Linked DNA regions of Mus musculus: region 1 is linked to region 2. Evidence: chromatin contacts called from public HiChIP or PLAC-seq data. All regions are on one chromosome and are shown on one strand. The core of a region is the stretch at or near the end of the contact, and the rest is flanking DNA. Distances in the headings are between cores, read along the strand shown.

The links. HiChIP or PLAC-seq counts read pairs in DNA pulled down with a chosen protein or histone mark.
Region 1: an H3K4me3 HiChIP or PLAC-seq map of bone marrow-derived macrophages shows a contact between it and region 2, with 5 times the contacts expected there. The contact joins two enhancer-like sites. A contact is called at or near these places in 2 of 115 datasets of contacts at active chromatin or transcription factors (T-cell acute lymphoblastic leukemia and bone marrow-derived macrophages) and 1 of 9 other capture datasets (pancreatic islet).

What each region holds. Positions count from the first base shown.
Region 1 is chr8:35,108,070-35,111,368 of GRCm38.p6, forward strand. Gm34419 (a long non-coding RNA gene) reads left to right here. Exons shown (of 4, transcript XR_378879.3): 3 at 545-632. Among named protein-coding and RNA genes, the nearest start is that of Gm34419, 14 kb to the left of the region's middle. Within about 2 kb of position 1,667, at least 8 of the 459 cell types and tissues checked have an H3K27ac peak or open chromatin away from gene starts, as enhancers often do. A contact at or near this core is called in bone marrow-derived macrophages, where this site is marked.
Region 2 is chr8:34,893,996-34,897,233 of GRCm38.p6, forward strand. The region is part of intron 3 of Tnks (tankyrase, TRF1-interacting ankyrin-related ADP-ribose polymerase); the gene reads right to left. Among named protein-coding and RNA genes, the nearest start is that of Tnks, 70 kb to the right of the region's middle. Within about 2 kb of position 1,381, at least 2 of the 459 cell types and tissues checked have an H3K27ac peak or open chromatin away from gene starts, as enhancers often do. A contact at or near this core is called in bone marrow-derived macrophages, where this site is marked.

The DNA.
Region 1 (3,299 bases), core at 417-2,916, 210 kb after region 2:
GGTCCAACTTCCAACCCCATTTCTAACTTGCTCCGTGTCCATTGCTTATGGCACAACTCGGAGATCCAATGTAGTTTTTATAAACCCTTTATATGCCTCCTGTAAACCTGACTGGGGTCCGTGCCATCAGAGCAGAGCAAGACCCAGAAGCCGCTGAGATGATCTGTTCTATGCCTGGGTTTCTGCTGAGAGGGCAATGGGACAGATGGTGTTCTTTGCGTCTGTACATGTGTTTTGGTTTTCAGTTTTTAAGGAGCCTCACTTCATAGCCCAGGGAGGCCTAGAACTCGTGGCAATCCTGCTGTCTCTGAAGCTCTGGGAGGCTTGAGCCACCAGCCCAGCATAAGCCTTGGTTATTTCTGAAGTTTTAACTTTTTTTTTGGACCCACCCCTTAGCCTTCATGTTTACCTCACTGCTTTGCTTACACAGTATGGGTCTCCTCTTTGCCCAAGAGCCATGTCTTAGCTTTAAAAAGCGTATTTTTTTTTCATAATAAAAATGCTAGAAAATTTCCACTCACCATGTCTTATCTACTTTTACCAGTGCTTTCTTCAGTGATTACCCACTCCCAAGGCAGACTACCACAGGACTCCCGAGTTAGATTACCTAGTAGCTTCCAGCTCCACGGAAGGTATGTCCACTGCATTCCTAGTTTTCATTTATGACAGCCACTACTCTTTCTAAACTTTCTACTACTGTGCAGCAAGGGCTTCATGTTCTCTCCGTTCAGGATCTCCTGCACTCGATCACTTTGGGCTTCCTAGGGGTTTCTTTAAAGGCCACCAGTCTTTACTAACAATATCTAATTTGTGTTTATTTCATTCATGGTCTTGCTATGTAGTCCAGACTGGCCTTGAACTTGTCATCTTCATCTGAGTGCTGGGATTATAGGCATATGACACAATATTCATAATATAAAACTAACCCTCTCCCCAAAGGTCCCTGCTTGGTCCAGATCTGTATGCACCCCTTCAGGTTTTTGTTATAGCTACATCCAGTTTCCAGGATGCTCCAAGCTGAATCTAAAACTCAGTGCCATAGAATATAAAAAACATAATTCTGTACTTTTGGGATGTCTAGACTTCAGGGGTGTTTTTAGGCAGGTAGCCTGATTTTTAATCAGCGTTGACTGGGAACCAGTAGTATCTGTGCTCTTGACTTGGGTTCGGCCACCTGCTTTCTGGGTAGCTCATTCATGTGATTGGCGAGGTATGCTGGCTGTTGCCCAGCTCTCGCTCCTAAAGCTACTGAGTGTGTTGTATCATGGAAGCTGGTTTTTCTCCAGAGCAAGCTACCATAAGAGAGCCACATGATAGCCTCGATGCCTTTTAGAACCTAACGTTGAACCTCACGACATTTCTACAAGACACACTTGTATAGTCAGCCGTACTGAAGATGGGAAGTGATTATCCAAGAGTGTGGGACCAGGGAACTAACTAACAGCATCGAGGAAGCCGGTTATCAGCACACTTTTCTTGTTAGAGTTTTCCCGAGACTGATAATTGCCACGAAGGAAGCTGGATTTCCTCCAATTCTTCAGTATCTTTTTTTAAATACGTAGGAATTACTTTTTCCAAGCACCGAAAAATGTCAGATTATGCTCACTTGTGTTATTTTTATCCTGTGGGTGCGCCTCGTCCATAGCGCTTCCCCTTTCTGTTCCTTGCAGGCTGGCGCTTTCCTAAGCCATTGACCCGGTTTTCAATGTAGGACTTCTGTTCAGCGTTCTTCTGTATTCCAGCTCATGTCTTTTGTATCCTCCCTACCCCCGCACGGGGTTTGCATGTGAAAGGTCCCTGACAAGCTCACGAATTCGAACCCTTGGTGCCCAGTTGGCGGGTCTGTTTTGGAAAATTATGGAACCTTAAAAGGCTTAAGCCTTAGAGGAGGGAGTGGATCACTGAGGTGAGCCTCGCGGTTTCAGAAACCAAACCCAACACTTCCGGTCTGCTTCCTCTCTTCCCACGCCGTATGAATCTCTGCCTCCCTGTTCCCGAGGCCGTGCCATAATGGGTGGTACCCCCCCCCGAACTAAATAAAGCTCAAGTTGAGCTTGTCAGGGTGTTTTACCACAGCCACGGGGTACTAAGACGGTTTATACCTCCTTGTCCTTCCTGGGTTTCATCTTTATTCCCAGCTCAAGAAGTTTGAAAACATGAGGTGGCTGTGTTAAGTTCCACGTGTCTGAAGATGTCTTCATGCCTTCTGCCTTGAGTCGGGAACTGCGCACTCACAATACAGCTATAACTAAAATGTGACTGTGAGGGGGGTGCACGTGGCTAGAGTTTCTCAAGTTGTGGGCTCACTTGTAGAGTATCAAGGAGTGAAGGAATTTTACTCCTCCATCCCTGAAGATGAATCTTCCACTGGCTCAAATCGCTGGCGTGGGAGGAGCGTGGCAGGTCTGTGGGCTTCATAGTTCACAGCACCACAGGTCTTGAGTCCCTCTGCACACAGTGCCAAGACTGTCTCCTCTCCTCATTGACACAGAGTTTGTCACTGCAGCCCAGGGTTGCCCGAGACCCATTATGTAGCCCAAGTTGTTCTTGAACTCTCTGTCTCCTGAGTTCTGGGATAACAGGCATTGAGTCACCGCACCTGGATACTGAGTCTCTTTAGTCCCCATCTGAGTCTCTTATGGCCCAAGTTTGCAGCTGAGTCTCTCCAGAAAGCAAGAAACCTCTCCTGCTTCCCAGACAGAAGTGGGCAGGAACTAGTTACCTGACTCCTTGGCGCCTTTCAAAGAAAGTCCCTGTTTATCATGTCCCACCCCACCCTGAAATCCTTTGCCTTCTTCTTCTGGCCTAAATTAACCTTTCATCTGCTGTTCCTCTCCTCCCATCTACAGATATTCTAGCTTCTGATTTTCCCTTCTCCATTTATGCTTATTTAAGAAGGACTGAGATCTTTCTTAAAATTTGTATTTTTTAAAGCAGGACTTTTTTGTTGTTGTTGTTGTTGTTGATTTCCCTATGTACCACTGGTTAGCCTGGTTGGAGGATTTTAGCTTGTGAAACAAAGGAATAACATGAAGACTCAAAAGCAAACAGACTCACACTATAACCACTGCGAACAGTGTCCCCAAAGTGAGCATGCTCTTTTACATCTCTGGAAGAGGACGCTTTGCACCTCCACTGAACAGAAAAATGTGTGTCCCTTCCCTGTCACCCAGCCCATGTCCAGGCATCTGAGCAGTGTGGCCAAGGGAAGCAGTCGGCTTTCAAGACCTGATTAATCTTTCTTCCCTTGCTTAGCTTTCCAGCTGTGGTCCATGCCCCCCTTCCTGGCACGAAACCAT
Region 2 (3,238 bases), core at 131-2,630:
AGCTCACATTCTACATGAACTGAAAGAAATGTCACTGAAAAGTCACCTGTCTCCACTTCACCCGTCTCTCTGGCCTGCCTAGCCTGCTCCTTGCTACGCAGCTTAGGCTGGCCTGGACCTCAGTCTCCCAAGTCCTGGAATTACAGACATATACCACCATGCCCAGTGGCTGTCATATTCATTAGTTAATAAACTGATCCTGAAGCAGTCACATGAGTGTCTAGTTTCATACTCATCTATCAGGCTCCATAACTAAGCTAATGCCTAGACTAAGAATCACTAAATTTGAGCCTAGGAAGACAAGATATATGTACGCTAGAAGAAAGAAACTAAATTGTGAAGTATAAGAACATTTTATAAAGCAAAGAATTAGTAGCTTTAAATGATATAATGAACCAAAATTTTCCTATCAGAACTACTCTGAAGCACCGAGCATATAAACATGGACACCTGGGCACGGGAAGAGGAATAAAGGAAGTTCTGGGTCTATTCAAGTGACCGATGTGTTTCACACCTCCATAGCTTGCTTTAGTTCCTGGACTTATAAGGTGTCTCAAGGAAGAGCTTTGTACAGACCTCAGTCAAGAACCTCCACTACCAAGTTAATGCGGGGACTTCCCATTGCTAAGCGTACAGCAGTACCACGAACTGACTAGAACTGACTATTGATATTCCTGGAGAGTGCTGAAGAGTGCCCTGAACTTATGATAAGACAATACAGAAAGCTTTGCATTGAGGTACCATCATACACAAGAAATCGATTCTCTCAGCCAAACCCACAGCCTATTTGGGGGAAGAAGATATTAGTTTAGGTGATGTATTTCATTGTGTTTTGGTTTGAAGTCTCTGAACTAGTTACCTGGTTGTAGAAAGAACTTAGCCACATGACCAGGAAACAATCTACTCTCAAACCACTAAAGCTAGATCCTCCTGCACACCAATCTTCCAAAGCTACTCTATTACATAGAAACAAGGGTCTGGGGGGGGGGGCAATTAGCCTACTGTTTTCATTCTAAAATCTTCTATGACTATTTCCAAAACAAGGAAAAACCTACAAAGGTCTGTGACCTTAGAGCTCAGAATGGCCACTATTTACAAGTCATCCAATACTGATCCAATGGCAAGTGAAGCACTCTGCAATTAAATAAAAAAATCCAAGTATCATGTTTGCTCTGAAAAAAAGGAAGTAGTTTAGAAAAGTGAACTGCATAGTTGATCCTCTTGGCAATAGTTTACGCTATTCTGATGATGGTCTTTTGTTCTTTCTTTCCATTCTCCTTTCGTTCTTCCCTTTGCCTCCCTGGAGCTCAGTATGTTGACACAGGCTGGACTTGAATTTGTGCTGATGATCCCCAGCCTGACTCCCAACAATGGATTTACAGGTGCACCCCAGCAGGTGGGGACACAGTGCCTTTTTGGTGGGGGTGTTTTTGTTTCTTGGGAACAGAGTCTCACTGCAAAGCCCTGGCTGACCTGGAACTCCCTTAATAGAGCAGGTAGTCTACAGTAACAAGATCCACTTGCCTCTTGCTTCCCGGATGCTGGGATTAAAGGCCTGTGCCATCATGCTGTATATGTAGATATTTTTTCTAAGACCTACCTACCAATGAACTCCCTTAACTCCAAGACTGAAATGGGTACACATAACTGCCAAGTTTCACTAAGAACAATAACTGCTATAGGGGATATGTTTACACTACCAGGGATGTTCTGTAATATGACACAAGAGTCTTTCCATACTATGTACTCATGTATATTTTACAGTTACATTCGTATTTTTTTCCCAGAGGGAGGACACCTCACTATGTAGGCCACAGTGATCCAACTTGTTTCTGTCTCCTGAATGCTGAGATTTAAAAGTGTATACTATCATGACTAGTATATTTGCATTTGCAAAATATTAAAAATTTTTACTGTGTGTGTTTTTGTGTATGTGTGTACACACACGAGTGCTCACACATGTGTAAGAATGTGCTGGTGGAAGCCAGGAAGGGGGGTTGAGATGTTTCTGGTGCTAGAGTTACAGGCAGCTATCAGTCTCCAGCACGGGTGCTGGGAATCTAACTGCGGTCCTTTGCAAGAGCAGCGAATGTCCTTAAGCACGTGAATCATCGTTAGACACTACTAACACACAATATTTTTAGTGCACCCTAATATTTTCCAGGCCTTTGTAAAGCCTCATTTCATGCCAATACTGTTTAATTTCTGTCCCTAAGTTTCTGTTTACTTGACATGTCTTCTTTTTATTCCCCCATTGCTGGGGATTGAACCCAATGACTTGCACACGTGTCTGAGGACTGACTCCGACCCAGATGTCACAATGTCCTTACACTTCTAAGTCACACAATGTCATCTAAATGGAATTACTGAACACATAAACTTTTGAGTCTAGGTTTTTTCTTTACCTTGTGTAAATGCTTTTGAAATCTGTCCTTGTCACTAAACAGAGTAGGTTTTTTAATTGTTAAGCATTACCCCATAACATAAGACATATTTAATTTGATTATCCTTTCCCAAGTTCTAGTCTTTGGCAGTTATAAATGAAGCTACTATAAACATCTATAGAAACCATTTCAAATGGACATACGATTTCATTTCTCTTGGGCAAACATCTAGTAATGCTGATTGCCATGTCGCATTTTAAATATGTATTTAACTTTGTAAGAAGTGGTCATCCCACATCTTTTAAAACCTAAGAAATTAAACCAACACATCAAATTACAAGTTCTGCCAGCACATTATACATTTATCATTTCCTCTCTGCTTGAATTTTTTTCCATTCTCACTGTTATTACTAACTTTTTACAATAGTTCTATAACTAATCCTTAATGTGTTTAATTTCTAAATCACACCCACCACATTCATTTTTAATTTAGTCTACCCCATTGCTCAATGATGTCAAAGACAGTTCTTAGAAAACTAGTCCCATGGACTTCCACATTAGTTTGTAATTCTTTAGGGTTAAACTTGTCACAAGAAGCAAGGGTCTGACAGTTCCCAAATAGGCGCGTCAGAAAATGCTAGAGCTACTGCAGGCTGGTGCGTTCAAAGGGCAAAGCATCCCGATAAAAGGCAGGACTGCAGGGAAGCAATCTTCCTTTCAAAGATAACAATATGGTTCCTATAAATCACAATGTGTGTGTTCCGTACAGTCTCACAGCTCTGAGACAGCAGGTTCTGCACATCAAACAGCTTCTTATAGAAAGAGATCAATTTTGCCTACAGGTTGACTCAAAA